Linked DNA regions of Sus scrofa: region 2 is linked to region 1. A link is a contact called in public promoter capture Hi-C data. All regions are on one chromosome and are shown on one strand. Each heading gives the region's core, a stretch centred on a gene start, on an enhancer-like site or on the middle of the called end of the contact. The rest is flanking DNA. Distances are from core to core; before and after follow the strand shown. Region 1 holds the start of MTBP (mdm2-binding protein). Region 2 holds the start of DEPTOR (DEP domain-containing mTOR-interacting protein).

Region 1 (4,535 bases), core at 672-3,171:
AGCCAGGGAAACTTCTGCATGCCAGGGGTGCAGCCCCTCTGCCAAAAAAAATTTCAAACACTTAAAAAGTTAAAGCAGGTAAGAATGGAGAAAAGATTACTGTGTTTAACCATTACAAAGTGGAGTTCCCATCGTGGCTCAGCAGAAACAAATCTGACTAGCATTCATGAGGACACAAGTTCAATCTGTGGCCTTGCTCAGTGGGTTAAGGATCTGACGTTGCCACAGACTCGGCTCAGATCCTGAGTTGCTGTGGCTGTGGTGTAGGCCAGCAGCTACAGCCAACTTGACCCCTAGCCTGGGAACCTCCATATGCCGAGGGTATGGCCCTAAAAAAAGACAAAAAAAAAAAAAAAAAAAAGAAGTGCTTTTAAGAAAATCAATAAGAGGTAAGGGTGGGGAAAAAAGTTAAGGAAATGGGTGTAAGAGCATTACTATCATATTTGTACTCAGGATATCGTAAATCCTCCTTATAAGGCCACATTATCTAATAAAAAGCTCACGATGGGCAAGACAATCTCATAAAGGGAACAAAACTCAAACCGAGAAACTAAAATAATTTTCAAGACTACTTTCTGACATCCAAGCATCAGGAGGAAAGGGATACTGTCTTTTCCATTTTGTATTTCTTTCCCTACCTCCCTATTATCAGTGATGTGTACAGTCAACAAGTGTTCCTTGGATTTCCATGTGACCAAGTTAATTAAATGTATTTCCAATACAAATGCTGTGCCATAAAAGAGGGATTTATGTTACACTTACCAGGGAAAGTACTATCTTCTGGATTAATCGAAGCACTAATGCTTCTTTTCAGGAGGTGATAAACATTTGCTGCCCTTAAGTCTGAAAAAGAAATAGCAAACTAACAGAGTCAAGAGTTATGTAATCTAGACCTTTTCTAAGAGGCTCTTAAGCACAATATGTTGTACATAAAAGAACTATACACTGTTCAAATTTTGGTATGCTAAATCTAAAGCTAGCAAGGTTAAAACAAGTAAAGTTCCCGGTTTGCACATGCTTGCCAGTTAACACAAATCCAAAATTCCCCCCAAAGAATAATTTTACATGGAAAAGAGAAATCCTGTTACAATACTCTGTACACAACCACACATACACTTCCTCCTCAAAATGACACTCTATCAAAACAAACTAAATAAAATGCAGATCCTAGACAAGAACACCAAAAACCAGTGCAATCTCAAGCGATCAGAATTGTTTTAAATTTATCATTTGCTTTTTAACTTAGTTTATGCGGAATGTCTCTTCCCATTAAGATGTAAATTCTAGCAAAGTAAGATCTTTTCCATCTCGTTCTTAGGTATTACCTGCATTTGGAACACAGGAGGCAGAACTGCTTATTGAATGCATATCTGTCCAAAGGTCAGAAATTCCATTTCCACGGCACAGAGAATTTACTCAGATTTTTAATGTGTCGGGAACTTTGGAGCGCTGGAATCTTGCATCCACAAATCTGCCCCTATTTTTCCACGAAGATAGTTTTTTTTTTTTTTTTTTTTTTTTTTTTTTAGCCTTTACCAGGTCGATCCCAGATAGAGTGACACCTTCTTAGGACAACTCGATACATGTCCCTCCCCAGCAAAACTTGATCACAATTTTTTTTTCTCCTCCCTGAAAACCGTTCCCGCTCTTTCTCAGCCCTGAGCTTACCCGGCTGCTTCTCGGTACACACAACAGACGAAACCCCTGGCTCGTGCTCCGCCTCCGCTCCCGCGGCGGACTGGACTTTTTCTTCCCCCCAGATCACAAGAAGTAGGTACCGATCCATCTCTCAGAGCTGAGCCCCTGTTTCACGTCTCCGCTCCCAAATCCAAACAGTCCCGCGCAAAAGATGCACTTCCGGTTCCCTTCTACTTAGGTCGGCTGGAAACTGCGTTCTCCACCGATTTTCCGCAGCTTTTCCAGCAAGCTTCCAGCAAGCAAACTATTTTTGGGGATTATTCTGTAAAGAAGTGCATCATTTCCTCCCTTCATAGCGGAATTGCTACTGTAGGAAGATTGGAAGCGATGCAAGAAAAGCGGAGAAGTAGATGAGTGTTGGCTGGCCTAGGAACTGACATGCTCAGCTCTATGCGTTTCCTGCCGAGCCCGTGATGCGGCGGGACACATCTTGGATCTTGAGAAAGGGAAGGTCTTGCTGCTGGGGAAACATGTCGAGTTTCTCCAAGGCGCCCCAGGTGAGTTCAAGGTCTTGTAGCTTCATTACGCTGGCAGAAGGAGGTCGGATTTAGTGAAGCTGAGTCGGATAGGAAGCTGGGTCCTTGGACTAGAAGATGTCTCGGTGAAACACGAACCAGGGTTGTGATTCTGGCCACCACTTGCTGTAGTTTTCTTGGAACTCCTACCCTCCCGTTTTCAGTCTACCCTTATTCCCACCTTCACCTTCCCGCCCACCTCTGTCTCGGGAAGACTTATTAGGAAGGAAGTCAGAGAGGTAATGAGATGAATCACATTGGGCGTGGTAGACTATTGTAAGAGTTTTATTTACCGAGCAAAGCAAAGTAAGGACCGACTGGAAGGTTTTGAACCAAAGAGTAACTAATCTCACTTGGGTGTTAAAAGGAGCACTCTGACTGCTGAATAGACTGTTTAGAGATGGGGGTTGGTGGAGGATACAAGCTAAGAATCTATTTGAAGGTTATTGCAACAATCTAGGCTCCACACGTTAGTGGCACAAGCCAGGCTTAGTAACAGTGCCAAAAAGTGGTCACGTTCTTTTTCAAGGTGGAGCCAGTAGGATTTACTGAAGGATTGAATGTGGGCCGACAGTAAAAGAAGAGACAAGGATTATTCCAAGGTTTTTTATTTCAACAAGCAGAAGGATGTTCCATCAGCGGAGATAAGGAAGGCTGAAATTGAAGCAGGGTTCAGAAGGAAGAGCAGGAGTTCAGTTTTGGGTACGTTGATCTAAGAAGCCACTTAGCCTAATCTTGCTCCAGCTGTGATTCCTTCCTTGGACTGTTACTTGTCTCTGATGAGGTAAATACAGGAAGTAAAACGAAACATTAAAAAAACCAAAAACCTAGCAATTTGACATTGTGGCAGGATCTTAATTGTTTATCAAAGTTTTTTTCTATCACAGTATTTGGTCTGCAATGGATTGGAAAAGAACTAATCTTTTGTTACACATGGTTTAGGAAACACTGTAGTGCCTATGTCAAATGGGCAGTTGAGTACAAGCGTAGAGTTCAGGAAAGAGGTTCAGGATGGAGATGTGAATTAAGGAATCATAAGCATAGAAGTGGCATTTAAAGTTGTGGGTCTGGGAGTTCCAGTTGTGGCTCAGAGGGCTAAGAACCTAACTTCTCTGTGAAGATGTAGATTAGATCACTGGCCTCACCCAGTGGATTAAGGATCCCGTGGCTATTGCGTAGGTGGGCAGCTGCAGCTCAGATTAGATCTTTAGCCCGGGAACTTCCATATGCCACAGGTGTGAGCACAAAAAGAAAAAAACACCTTTTAAATAAATAAGTAAAGTTGGGGGTCTGGATGAAGTATTTGAGGAAATGAATAAAAAGAGGATAGCCAAGAACTGAGAAACGAGAAAAGGAGAACCAGCGTGATAGAGGGAAAAAAAATAGAGGATGGTGTCCTAGAAATCTAGTGATGAAAGAATACCCAGGAGAGGGGAATGATGGACTGTGCTGAAGAGAGAATTGACCAATGGATTTAGTAAGGAAGGTCATGGTAACTTTGGCAGGCAGTAGTAGTGTGCCGGTAGTAGGTGTGGGAAGACAAAAGCTGGGCTGGAGTAGGTTGAAGAGAGAATGAGGAAAGACTGATTGGAGTAAAGACAGCAGCAAGTTTGTTGTGCTGCAAAGGAAAGGAATGAGGCAGCTGCTGGTAGGGAACTGAGGTAAGGAGGTTTTTTTTGTTTGTTTTTTTTTTTTAACTTATTATGGAGAATTTCAACCATATGTAAAAGTAGCTATCACTGAATTTCAAAAAACTCATGGCAGTATCATTTCATCTGTTACCCCCATTCACTTCCTTCTCTTCCTTATGAATTTGAGGTACATCTCAGACTCATTATTTCATCAGTAAATATTATATTTCCTATGAGATGAGGGTTAAAAAAAGATAATCCCATTACCATTTATCAGAGTTAAATGAGAAGTTAACAGCGTTTCCCTGGTGTCAAATCTAGTATCCAGTATGTTCAGTTTTCTAATTTTCTCATATATGTATGTGTGTGTATATATATGTCATCTATTATATAAATACATGATATATATGTATGTTATATAAATACATAATATATTTGTTTCTTCCATTGGATTAGGATCCAAAGTGCAATAAGTTGCTATGTTTTTTTTTAAGTCTGTTAAGAAATAGGTTCCTATTCCTATTTTTTTTCCTTAAAATTTATTGAAGAAAGAAGATTGTCCTGTAGAGTTCCTTCTCTGTGATTTTTTTTTTTTTCTCATAAGCTGAGAGAAGTGTGGAAAATGTATAGACTAGAAGCTGTCTTTATATGTAAAGGACATGATCATCTATATGAAAAACAGAATTTACAA
Region 2 (4,341 bases), core at 626-3,125, 570 kb after region 1:
CTGAAGATAGTACATACATGTATCTAGTTTAATTTATGGCTTAGTTATCTCTCCCTAGTGTGTTTTTCCCACAAACACACTTATGTTTGTTGGAAAGATGGATGTAGGTGAGACAGAGATAAATAACTAGTATTGTGAATGTTGTGTTCTGTTCCCTAGAATATTTATGATGTTCATATTTTTTTTTTTATTGTTCCCCACAGAGATTTGTGTGGAGAGAAGCAAACCATTGGTTCATTACTCACTAAATATTCTCGATCTTCAATGCAAAATGGTGTTAAAGTTTATAACTCAAGAAGACCCATTTCTTAAAAAGAACAAGGCTTTTCTTTGGGACTAAAGTTGCTGGTTATATGAAAAAGATATGTTTTTTATGTATTTATATTCCAGACTTTAAAAAATGTAGTGCTCGAGGCATTTTTCTTCTCATCTTAAGCATTTTGAAACTATTGCTCTCCTTTTTTCTTAAATGTAATAGGATATTTTGTATCTTTCCAATTGTTTATATTTTGTATACAGTGTAAACCAGGATAAAAGAAAATTATTTCCTATATTTAGTATATCTCAGTCTGTATGGGTTTATTTATTAGAATGATAATTTTGCTTTTTTATATTTAAAATTGCATTTCTCTAAGATTTGGCATTCTAATTAATAATAAATTTAAAAGTTTTCAAAGAACTGAGTAGTAACAGTTTCCTAGAAGAGAATTATTCACTTAAATATCATTTCTCAAGAGAGTTCCCCTCTACTTTTAACCTTCCACCAAAACAGGAAGTCACATGATGCTATCAGTTATCTAAATTAGTTGTTTGTATTGATGAAATTGGCTTGACAATTGCTCCTGTTCACCTGGCTGATGTAGATGTGCTCTTTGGGAGGAAAGTTTGTATACTACCTTTCTGCTTCTTTTTCTCTCATTCTTTCCTTAACCCAATGACATCTCTTTAATCCAGTTGGAGAAAAAGCATCTATCTCTCTAAATATTCTTCATCTTCCATGCAAAATGGTATTAAAGTTTATAATTCAAGAAGACCCAGTTAAAAAAAATTATTTGAGTATAGTTGCCTTATAAGAAGACACATTTTAATACTAATCTATGTAAAAAATACTAACTGTAGTTTATAATCTTATAATAAAGGATACTCACACAGGTAATACTCACTAAAAAACTACAAGTAATTCTTAGCTGGTTCTGGAATGCCTGATAAAGTTCCTTTACATCTTTATTTTCCTAGTATGTTTTCATTTAGACCAAAATTCAAATTAATTTTAATTTACCTAATGAACTTGTTCCCAGGACAGCTGGAAGGGGTAGACCAGGGTTTAATCTGTTCCACAAGTTTAAAAAAAAATGTTGAGGAGTTATCCACAACTAGCTAAAATTTAACTGTTATTGGAACTTAACAGCTGTACAAACATGAAATGCAAATACGATGGCTTCAAAATATTTGTCCGTTCAAAAAATTCTTCTGCATCTATATAATCCACTTGTTTTTTTAATAAATGCTGAGGCAGCAGTGCCTAGTAAACACTCTGGAATTTGAGTTAAGACTACTTGGTCTAATCAAGTATTTTACAGCTTAAATTACGGAGGCCCAGGAGTTAACAGTGTCTGTTCACACAGCAAACCACAGGCACATCTCTCCTCCTGGTTTCCTATCCCCCTCCCACCCCAACCCTGCCCCGGTTATTAGCTCCCAGCCCGACTCTTCACAAACCTTGTCCCCATACTTTACAGTACGCTTATGCTACGTCTTTTGTCTTATAAAATTCAGTGTTTCCTCCTTTCCTTCCTGCTCTTCTTCCCCCCGCCCCCACCAAATCTCTGACTCGCTTTTTTCAACAGTTTTCACCCACAGTTAACTCACGGAAATGGAAACACAAACACGCTTGTACTCCGGCGTAAGCCCCGCCCACTAACAAAACTTCCGGCCCGGTCCTCACCTCCGTCCCACTTCCGCTGACGTCGAAGTTCAGAGGTGACAAGATGTCGGCTGATCCGCACCGTGGGTGGTTTCTGTGAGGAGCGTCTCCGCGGCAGAAGCTTAGCAGAGACTCCTGAAGGACCCCTGATCGCTGGAGCAAGTTGGAGGCGTCGGCGGCAGAGGATCGGGCAGGGCCGGGCGTGGGTGCCTAGGGAGCCCCGGCAGTAGGGCATGGCTTTTGGGAGCGTGGGGAAGCGGCGAGTGTCAGGTCCCGCAGACCGGTAATGTTCCACCGCACCCTGGGAAGCCGGGAAGCCGAGCTCCGCAGGATCCCTTCATGCCGCCGACTGGTTTGGAGCCCGCCAGAATGAACAGGAAGAAAGGAGACAAGGGCTTTGAAAGCCCAAGGCCATATAAGCTATAAGTATTTTTTCATTCCCTTTTCTTCTTTTGGTTTTCATTATATTTTGTGATTGCTTGAAACTGACCTAGTGGGCCTGGGAAACCTTGCGGGAAGCAAGAAGCCACTCACGGTGATGGAAATGGTGTTTGTAGGGCGAAAATGTTTTGATAGTGTGATTCAGCAGATTTATTGCCCTTTTCAGGTTAATAAACCTTTTTCTTAAAGTGCTAAGCTGCATTTTTGTCTAACGAAATTTGTTTTCGGGTCTGTTGGCAAATTTAAAAAGAGCAAGTTAACCCAATTTCTGGGATTTTAACATGTAAGTTAAGTGTGCTTTAGAGCTGCTTAGAACATAGTTCTTGTTTATAATTGGATAGAATTGTGCACTATTTAATAATCGAAATATTTTCTTTGTTTTTCAATATACAACCCATCAGGTCGTCTGCATCAACAACATAAACTTCCAGAGAAAATCTGTTGTGGTAAGTGTATTCTTAACAATTGTAAGCAAAAACAAGTCCATCCTTTACAGTATACTTAAGGAACTTTCCTTTCCAGGTAACTGTATTTTGAGAATAAGAATTAGAATTAGGATCTGTGTGCCTCCAAGGGCCATGGCTTTGTTAGTGTTCTGGCTGCCTCCTCAATTCTTTTTTTTTTTTCCTCCTCCCTATTTCCTAATTACAGTTTTACTTGTTTTAATCCGTTGTTCAATATAAGTCTGTATCACCAAACATTTTAAAATTGTGTATGAAACAAGAATAAGTCCACAGTGAGTTTTCTACGAGAAAATTAATTAAGGTAAAGACACACAGTGACTCATTAACTTGGCTTTTAAGGGCCCCTTTTATTTCTTGGTTCTTGGCTGACTTTGTTTAGGTGGCATTGGTTTGTAGTAAAGTTTTAAGTAATGTTTTTGAAATCTAGTAACCATCCCCCCCTTTCAATGTAGATATATGGATTGCTGATATATCCATTCTACAAGACTCCTTGATAACCCAAGTAATTAATTTCCTCTCAGGGGGAATCTGTTTTAAATAGGACAAAATCTTAGAGCCGGTTTTCTTTGAGAGCCATCAACTTCACTTTCAAACTTGTTTACTTAAAATGAACTATATTTAAAAATGTAACCTTTTCATTAGAATCATAGAATCTTAGATTTCTAAGGACCCTTAAAGTCCAATCCTTTCATTTAAGGAATTTCTCTTTCAGAATTGCTTGCATATGATCATTTACCTTATGCTTCATGGTATACTTCATGGAAGGATACCTTCGGTGTGTTGTGCTGTATGAATTGGGTAGGGAAGTTATGAGAAAGAGTCGAGTGAAGAGGTTACTGGGTAATCTAGGGTAGAAATGACTTAGCCCCGAATGGAGGTAAATATGGTATAGACATAGAGTTTACATGATCGATTTATGATAAACATTTATTAAGTACATAACACATGTAAGGCCATCTTCTAAGATTTTATGTGTATGACCTCACTTAATCTTCACTAATACCCTATGAGGTAGATACTATTTTAATTCTTACTTTTATAAATAAAGAAGCTGAAAGGATGGAGGATAAGTAAATTTCTTAAAGGCACAAAGTTAGCAAGTGATGGAGCCATTTATAGTCAAGGATGACCTAAGAGTTATCTGCGACTCCTTTCTGTCTGTCGTTCTCCCTTCACATCCTCTGCCCTGGTACATTGATAGGCCAGAAAGAATTGCTGATGACTTTTATTCGGAATGCTTGAAAGGACTTGAAGATGATTTTTAGATTTCCCGTTGGAAAGATTGGTTGGATGGTGTATGGTTTAGGGTTGTAGAAGGCACATTCTCCAGGTTAATTGAGGGGAAGTAATAATTGACTACTTAGAACAAGCAGGGTTAAGAGAAACCAACAAGAGTTGGAGGAGCACCCTAGGTTAGTAACAAGTTATCGCTTCTAAACTTGAAAGAACAAAGGAAGGAAGAAGTTACTAGAACCTACTCTATCTGTAGATGAAACTTGCCTTACAGGAGCT

The links. Promoter capture Hi-C pulls out the DNA fragments that hold promoters and counts their contacts.
Region 2: a promoter capture Hi-C map of fetal liver shows a contact between it and region 1, with 4 times the contacts expected there. The contact joins the promoter of DEPTOR here to the promoter of MTBP in region 1. A contact is called at or near these places in 2 of 5 promoter capture datasets (fetal liver and liver) and 1 of 2 datasets of contacts at active chromatin or transcription factors (alveolar macrophages).

The regions. Positions count from the first base shown.
Region 1 is chr4:18,606,781-18,611,315 of Sscrofa11.1, forward strand. It overlaps MTBP (mdm2-binding protein), which reads right to left and starts at 1,922. Exons shown (of 22, transcript XM_021088982.1): 1 at 1,669-1,922; 2 at 763-843. The coding sequence starts at 1,786. It overlaps MRPL13 (mitochondrial ribosomal protein L13), which reads left to right and starts at 2,139. Exons shown (of 7, transcript NM_001243415.1): 1 at 2,139-2,195. The coding sequence starts at 2,169.
Region 2 is chr4:19,178,256-19,182,596 of Sscrofa11.1, forward strand. DEPTOR (DEP domain-containing mTOR-interacting protein) reads right to left here and starts at 1,876. Exons shown (of 12, transcript XM_021090558.1): 1 at 1,720-1,876; 2 at 1,280-1,329. DSCC1 (sister chromatid cohesion protein DCC1) reads left to right here. Exons shown (of 9, transcript XM_021090559.1): 9 at 204-1,747. The coding sequence ends at 312. It overlaps TAF2 (transcription initiation factor TFIID subunit 2), which reads left to right and starts at 1,960. Exons shown (of 26, transcript XM_021090551.1): 1 at 1,960-2,346; 2 at 2,757-2,811. The coding sequence starts at 2,264.